Regions from separate parts of the Anas platyrhynchos genome. Here region 2 is linked to region 1. Evidence: chromatin contacts called from public Hi-C data. All regions are on one chromosome and are shown on one strand. Each heading gives the region's core, a stretch centred on a gene start, on an enhancer-like site or on the middle of the called end of the contact. The rest is flanking DNA. Distances are from core to core; before and after follow the strand shown.

Evidence for each region. Hi-C and Micro-C count contacts between places; a contact is called where the count stands out from the background.
Region 2: a contact with region 1 is called in a Hi-C map of F5 follicle, with 2.9 times the contacts expected there. The contact joins the enhancer-like site here to the promoter of RBPJ in region 1. A contact is called at or near these places in 3 of 8 Hi-C or Micro-C datasets (F5 follicle, liver and subcutaneous adipose tissue).

The regions. Positions count from the first base shown.
Region 1 is chr4:60,649,682-60,653,768 of IASCAAS_PekinDuck_T2T, forward strand. It overlaps RBPJ (recombination signal binding protein for immunoglobulin kappa J region), which reads right to left and starts at 1,995. Exons shown (of 11, transcript XM_072037727.1): 1 at 1,972-1,995.
Region 2 is chr4:60,730,118-60,734,204 of IASCAAS_PekinDuck_T2T, forward strand. No RefSeq gene overlaps it. Among named protein-coding and RNA genes, the nearest start is that of SEL1L3, 20 kb to the right of the region's middle. Within about 2 kb of position 2,359, at least 5 of the 8 cell types and tissues checked have an H3K27ac peak or open chromatin away from gene starts, as enhancers often do. A contact at or near this core is called in F5 follicle, where this site is marked.

The DNA.
Region 1 (4,087 bases), core at 745-3,244:
GAAAAAAAAAAGTCAGTTACTGGAGTATCATCAAATTGTGTCGAGTGTGCTAACGTGCACAAACAGCACAGCACCACAGCTGTAGCCCAAAAACTGCTCCTACGTAAAGACCCCAGGCTCCTCGATGCAATCTAACTCCAACATTAGCCAATCTTGACATACTTCTTTTTATCAATGTAGAAAGTAATAAACAATAAGAAAGTGAGACAACTTTTTCAGAGAATTACTCAACTTAGAAGTTTTGAACAGTAACTCCAGGGTTAAAACCCAAAGCTATACACAGTGTTTTGTATTCTTGTTAAAATGCTTTTTTAATTTGATCGCCCATTAAAAAAAAAAAAAAAAAGAGTACAGAGTTTGTCATTCTCGGCATTTTAACGTATTTCCACGAAGGCTGACTGTAACGTCACAGACACGAGAACATTTTTGACCAACCTGTAATAATCAATAAACAGAAGGAAATGGAGCCCAAATATTCAGATCAGTAAACTAACAGAAACGTGGAAAAGCTTAATTGCTCACTAGGACACAGAGTACCACTTGCAGCAAACTTTAAAAGCATTTCTTCTTTCAACTGTAACCTCTAAAATAGCACACTGCAGGAACCATAACAAATACGACCAGCTTCACCAAAGAACATTTAATTGGGAAAATGTGTATGAGCCGCAAGATGCCTTTATCAGGAGAGAAATCAGGCACGAGCTTCGATATAGTTTTTGACAGACAAGAGCGAGGAATTGGAAACACTGCTGCCGCCAACCAAAACAACAAAATACCATAATGCTACCTTCTCCACGAGAACAAAAGCATCCACCACCAACTCCACCCCACCCCCAAGCAGGCTGTTGCGCTCCCTAACCACACAGCCCATGCTGGAGACAATGTAATCCCACGGGGAAGACAGAAGGTCACAGGCGCAGTGTGAAGCCACAAAATAAGGTCCACTTTTTGGACGGGCTCGGCGGTGCTTTCACCCCTCACAATGTCACTTGGAACAACCAGGTGGAGCGCAGGCAGGGCCCGCTCTTCTCCTGCTGTCCCTTCCCTTGGCAGATAGGAGGTTACACGCGTCCAGCGTGCTCCAAAATTAAGGGCACTGCCCTTACGGCAGGCAGGAGAGCCCAAGATGTGGCAAGGGCAGCGACACTCCGCGTAACCCCGCAGGTGCGATGGGACGCTGCGTGCCAGCCGGGTGCCTGCTGCTACCCACGGGCTGCAGGAGGCTCCGGGGGTGCCGCTGGTTACAGGGACACACGGAGCAGCGGGGCAGCCGCGATCAGCCCCCCCAAAGCATGGCTAAAAGCATCGCCAGCTATCGCCTGTCGCGACACACGGCGGCTGAGCGGGGCGGGGAGCCCGCTGCCCTTGGCCGTGCGGGGTTAGGAGCTGAGGGCGCCCAGCAGAGCCCGCAGAGCGGCGGAGGGGAGGCGAGGAGGGGCAGCTCGGCCCCGTGCCCCCACACAGGGGCTGCCCGGCCGGCAGCACCCGCAGACTGCCCGCACCCCGGGGGGGCACGGCCGGGCCCAGGCGACCCCGCGGGGACGAGCCCCGAGCCCGGAGCCCCTCAGGAGGGGGTGGGAGGGGCAGGGCCCGGCCGCCTCAGGGAGCCCGGGGGGAGCCCCGCGGGCCCTGCCCCGCGCCCCGCGCCCCTCAGAGCGCTGCGCCCAGCCGGGGGGGACCCCGCCGGCGGGGGCTCGGCTGGCCGGGACCCGCCTGCACGGCCCCCGGAGGTCGCCCCCGGGCTCCCTGAGGCGGCGGCGGGGCCGGGGGCCGGGCGGGCGGCGGGCGGGGAGCCCCCGGAGCGCGGCGCTCCCGGCGCGGCGCCGCCGTCCCCCCGCACTTACCCTGTCACAACAGGCGCCATCTTCCACAAACTCTCGCCAAAACTCCTACTCTCGCGAGAGCTGCCTCCACACACACCCCCCCTCCCTCTCCTCCCTCCCCTCCCTCCTCCTCCCGCTCCCCTCGCACCTCCCCTCCCCGGGACGGCGTCGCGCATGCGCAGAGCGCGGGAGACACACACACGCAGAGCGCCCGGGCTCTCCCCTCAGACACAACAGCCCCGGCGTGGGAACCGGCGAGGTCTCGCGAGAGTGCGCGGCGCTGGGGAGAGGGGAAAGAGGGGAGTCTCGCGAGACTTGGCCGCTGGGGGATTCCCTCTCTGCCTGCTCGTGCGTCTGGCTGCCCGGCGGAACGAACCAACGCGGGGACAGCGTGGGGGGGTGGGGACACACGACAGCGGCACTGCCCGCCCGCGGGGAGCAAACCACTCGGGGCGGCAGCGGGGGGGGCGCTGCCAGCACGCCTGGCAGAGCTGACCATTAGCGGCGGCAGGCGGGGGGGGGGGGGGGGGGAGGCTGGCGGCCGCCTCCTCCTCACCGCCCCCATACCCCGACCCCCCCCCCCCGCGGGAGGCGCGGTGGGCCCGCCCGCCGTGTGCTGGGTGAGGGCGGGCGGCGCGCGCCGCGCCTCGAGCCTGTGGCAGTGCCCCGTGGGGTCCCGGCGCCATGTTGGGGCTCGGCCGGCCCTGAGGGCGCTGAGGGGCTGGGGGCGGCCAGGGGGGCCCCGGGGCCGGCACCTCAGCGGTGCGGGCTGCCCACTGCCGCCTCAAAGTCTGTAAAATCACCCTACAAAGCTCCATCTGGGAGTGCACACCGCATGTGCCTTCGTTCCCTTCTGCTCAGTTTAAAAATCGCCTCACACAAAGCCCAGAAACCAACCAGAAAATAAAAATCTTTCACAAACGAGGGGTTGGAGGTCGGGGTTCAGAGGGGTGGGTGCGCCAAGGACTGATCCCATTTCTTACATACAATCATATTTTTGAACAATAAAATCTAATGAAAACCTTTCTTTCTTAATTTTGGTGTCTTCTCCAACCAAAAAGCATAAGAAAATAAAATCATACAATGGTTTGGATTGGAAAGGACCTCAACGATCCAGCTGCAGCCCCATGCCATGGGCAGGGACAGCTCCCACTAGGTCAGGTTGCTCAGGGTCTCATCCAGCCTGGCCTCCAGCACCTCCAGGGATGGGGCATCCACAACCCCTCCGGGCAAGGTTTATTTGTTTAGCAGGTAATTTGGGAGTCTGCTAAGACCCAGACCAATAAAGCGACTCTTGTACTGACCTCTCAGAAGTCTTGGTATGGGTGCTGTAACGAGAAGGTATCCACAGAAAGAAAGGACCTGGCTGTGCTCCAGCACATTGACATAACGAGAGGAGCCTGATCTTGGATCCATTTAACAACGAGACCATTTCAAGTCCATTAGAGGACTGTCTGAAAATTAATCCCTTTCTGTCCTGGATTCTATCCTACCCATTCAACCTCTTCATGCCTTTAGCATACCAATTTAACTTCACATACATATTCAACATAGATTTAAAGATCCCCCCGAGACTCCAAAAAGTGCATCATTTTCATTACTTCACCTCCATACCTCTGCTGTTTCCCAAGGTAGGAAAAGTGAGAACATTCTCGGTAACACCATTAGTATGATGTCTTCCCTAAGTACACTCGTACTAATTCAAGGGATGTGTCAGATGTATAAAGGCATGCTCCAAGAGATCGTTTGGCCACCAGGTTTACTGTAATCCTGCTCGCTGTACAAACAGCTATTGTTTGCTATTATCAAAAGCACTTTTCCCCATCATGATTTCCCCTTCTGAAAGGAGTTATGAAATGACGTTGATTGGCTCCACGAAGGAGCCGAGAAGGCGCAGCTCTTGTCAAAAGCACGATGCATACTGGAAATCCTCTGTATTGTTTGTGAAGAGCAACTCATAATCCCTTTGGAAATCTCTTCCTAAAAACATCTTCTCTTTTTTTTTTTTTTTTTTTCCCTCCAAGGCTAAAGAATGATCTCAGCTCATGCTAGCTCCGTTCCGTTAAGAATGGTTCCTGGATATTTGCCATGGCCTGTCTCTAGATGGTCATTTTCTGGGGCCCCTCTTTTGCTGTGTTTTGAATTGAACTGGAAGATCTAAAAATACAGCACACAATAATATGCCATGTCTAGACTCTTAATATTTTACAAAGAATAATAATCAAATTAATTGGATGCTGGAGCAGGTATATTATTTCAAAGAA
Region 2 (4,087 bases), core at 1,109-3,608, 81 kb after region 1:
TAGAAAAACAACCTGAAATCCCTGAATTAACACTCTGCTGCTGGCTAAAGAGACGGTCCTCTTCTGTGTGCCACTGAAGACTCACAGGTGACCTCTGGTTCTCCAAATAAGCATCCAAAGTGATATTTGTTGGTCCATGAGGAAAATACAGGATTAAGCCTAAAGCTGCAAACATATGAAGACACTACTTCTCTCCCTTTTGGATCACTGGACATTTCTATGCATTAGACATTTGCTGAATATTCAGTCAAGACATAGATATGGCACAACCTGGTACAAACCAACTTTTAATTGCAATAATCAACTCAGTATTTCACTTTTTCTGATTTCTTCCCCCTCCGAAGAAGCAGAAGAAAAGAGAGATGCATCTTTGTGACTTGTCTTTTGCCTTCACTCCAGGTCTTAGGTTATTTTTCCTCTTAAAAATTGGACAACTGTGCCTCTGTGCTGAAGTGACAGCATTTCATACCCTCCCACCTGAGCTGGCTGCACAGTAGCTTGCTCAGGTCCCCTTGACAGTGTAGCTGCATCAGCATGAGCTCAGCTCCAGCTGCAGACACCATCTACACAGCTAAGGAAGTACTCGGTCACGTAACCACAGCAGTCCCAAAATCGGTGTGGGCTCTCTGGCTGGCAGTAACCAAAGCAGGTAGCAATCATGTGGTTCAGACAGGCCTGCAAACACTGGAGTTAGCTTGCGTTTGTTAACGCTTCTCAAAACGTTTTGAGATCTGGGGTGAAAGATGCTGCATCAGCACAAAAGCATTCCTGCAGCAGTAAACATGCTTGGCTGGCCCGCTGCCTTGTCTTGATTTGCCTCAAGTAAATACGGTCATTTACTGCATGCTTCACCTTCTGATGGAACATCTGCTGTCTGTGAGGAGCCAAATCGCAGACAGACTCTCAATCCTCCTGAGATACCTCTGGCTAACAGCACGCATAGCTTTCCTCAGAGGCCAGCATGTCACTGAACAGTTGGCTTACTGTAAACCATCGCATGCTGTAGGTGTTCCCAGCTGCCTCGTGCTGCGTTTGTGTCACAGCCCGAGTTCCTGAGGAGCTCGTGCAGTCCGAGACAAGCTTTTATACCTACCATGGGAGCAGCGTGTTTCTTATAAAACAGTTCTTTACATCAGCAAAGAAGAAAATGGAGAGCAAAAGTAGGGGCTCTTGAGGGAAGATGAAGAGTGGAATGTGAAAGGAGGGGTTCAGTGATAGTAACGCTGCTCAGCTTACCGGAGAGCACTTCTCCAGGAACAGGGAAGGACAAAAAGAAAAATAATTATAAGACCATGCAGACAGTGGTGAAATCAGAGGAAAGCAGGTGGTCAAGATGCACACAATGAACACAGTGCAAGTTCTAGCCGAAAACACACAGAGCAATTTCATCCAAAACTTAGCGATCCAATAAAACATTCAAAGGCAAAGGAAGATGTGGCAGAAGTCTGAGGAAATTTTCCTGTATGATCACCACCACTGACTGGAAACTAAAGAAAGGAGGACTGTGGCAGGCTGTAGGAACGTGACTGTGAGGATCCTGGTCTGAGTCAGGCTGCTCACCATGAAGGAGGCAGTGCTAGGGCTGAAGTCTGAGGGCATCACGCGGCCGAGAAAGAAGCTGGAGCACCCTTTAAGTCATATGAGGAAAAGATAATATAGATGGTTCTTCAAAAACATAGATTAGGTTGGAAAAATGCCCAGATTCTGTACACTGTAGGAGAAGATAAGCCAAAGTCTTACCAGCTTAGATCTCTGTAGAGTCTGGTTACACTCCTACCTGCAAAGGAGCTGCTCTCAGCCTGTGTCAGCTCCAGCCTTGTCCCCCTCCATACCCAGTATTACCATCTCGATAGCAGCTTCAGGCAAGAGCACAAAGTCACACTGATCCAGCCAGGGATTCCTCAGCGCTCTCTCCCACCCAGAGAAAAGTTTTAGGTATCACAAATGGATAATGACAGATGGTGGCATGTAGACCCCTGTGCTAAACCAGTCGGTCAAAGCCCAGCAGCTGAAGTTTTCCCTACATATCCAAGAAGGCAGGCTTACATCTATTACCCCTGCTTCAGAGTTTGAAAATATGAGGAGTAAGAGATTTTTTTTATTATTATTTTATTTTAAAGATAGCCATGATGTTCTGTTTTATACTAACATGTTGTATTTGCCTGGCTTATCCAGTTTAATATAGATACAGGTTTCTTTGCCCCTCCACCCAAATACCTCAGAAAGCTTGCCCTACTCTAAAATAAAACAAGATAAATACAGTATAACTATTATTTTTTTTCAAGGCTGAACAGTGGGAGCTGCTTCCACAAGGGCAAGATATGCCCAACTAATTGAACAATATCTTGCCTATGAGACAAGCAGGAGCTCCCTGTCGTCACTGGGCTCTGCACCTGGCAAGCTTCCTACCTCTCACAAGGCCAATGTCACTGGAGTTTTTGGCTCAGTGCAAGGCAGCAAATGGCTCTTGCAGCTGCATCACACTGACTGCAAGAATACATCTCCTGAACTCACGCCACCAAGGTGAGCATGAAGGACAGAGCAGAGCGCAGTTAGGGAGCTAATGTGTAGAAGAACGTGCAGAAACTATAGATAAAAAATAAGGACTCTACGTTCCCTCATGTTTAAGACAAATCTTTCAATCATTACGACAGGCAGTATTTGGGGGCTGACTTATTTTGGGGGTCAGCCTCTCTTTGGATAAGTACATCACATGGAGTATGAGTGGGATCCAGAAGCATGGGCAGAACGATAGTCTGCGACCAACAGCTGTGGTCACCCGGGTAGGCTGCACAAATCTGGTGCATGGATAAATTTATAAAAGTGACAACAGCTTTTGGGGGAGACAACTGGAGCAGGTGACCTAAGTAGGCAGGTAAGGTGATCTTGTTACGGATACACTCTATGGGCACGTGGAAGACTACCAGGGACTAAAACTTGGATCCTTTGCATCGCCGTGAGCGTTGTAAACATCTAACTATTGGCTAGTTTTGGGGAGGGAACGCTCATTCCCATATCTTCTCACAACAAAACCTTCAAAAGATTTGTTTCCATCCCTGTGCGAAAAGGAACATCATTTTAAATCTCAGAATTTCAAGGAAGAGAACAATTGTTTACGACACATGTTTGTAAAGAAAATAATCCAGTTGCGTCAAAGTACGTAATTTACCCTTACAGTACAAAGGTGAAGAGAGTTCGAACTAGACTTTTGAACTAAGAGCCAACGAGGGCTACATTTTAACTTTGCATACAGAAAAATCTTGGTCACAACTGTAAAGAGGCTCGCTTGCCCCATCTACTGGTCACTGGGAAGGTTGGCTTCATGCTACAATTGCGTGCATCACTACCAAGGCCCCAATTCAACCTAATTCTCAAATTCTCATTTCTAATTTTAAAGAGATGCTTACATGCCACTGACAGTAGGATCTGAAGAAAACACCTAAGTGCTTTACCCACCTGTAGTCTCAGGCTGACTGATTATCATGGCAGGAATAGGGTAATGACTTCTTTAAGCCCAAAGAGTAAAATGCATTATTTTCAAATAAAATAATAGGACAACCTACTCGGTAACACTGACTTGTTTGCCATGATAAATTAATTAATTATGTCTTACTTTGTTCTTAACTAGGCTAAGATCATATAATACTGTAAAACAGCAGCCTGCAGAACGCCCATCACACGCAGCCACATGTATTACATCTCAGTAATGTCACCACAAAGTTAACACTGTTTTTTAGGGAATTTTTAAAAAGTATTTACTAAATAGCAAGTAAGATTCCCCAGAGGCCTGCTGACCTTATATTTTCCGTTGCTGCATTCAGTGCATCCATCCCATTGAAGCAGGTCTGTTCCTGTAGGGACAGGCTGGATTCTAGAGCAAAAATATGAAGTTTGGGTTGAGTTGGAGAGGCCTGCTGTCCTTCCTGAGGTAGGAAGACCTGTCAGATGACTCTGAGCACATGCCTCGTTCTCTTTGATCTTCTTTCAGGTCAGCACCTGCACTCGTATTTTAACATCCCTCTGCTCAATGACCTCCCATGCTGGTTGCAGATCCAATCAGATGTGACTAGAGAGAAGCTGCAGCCAA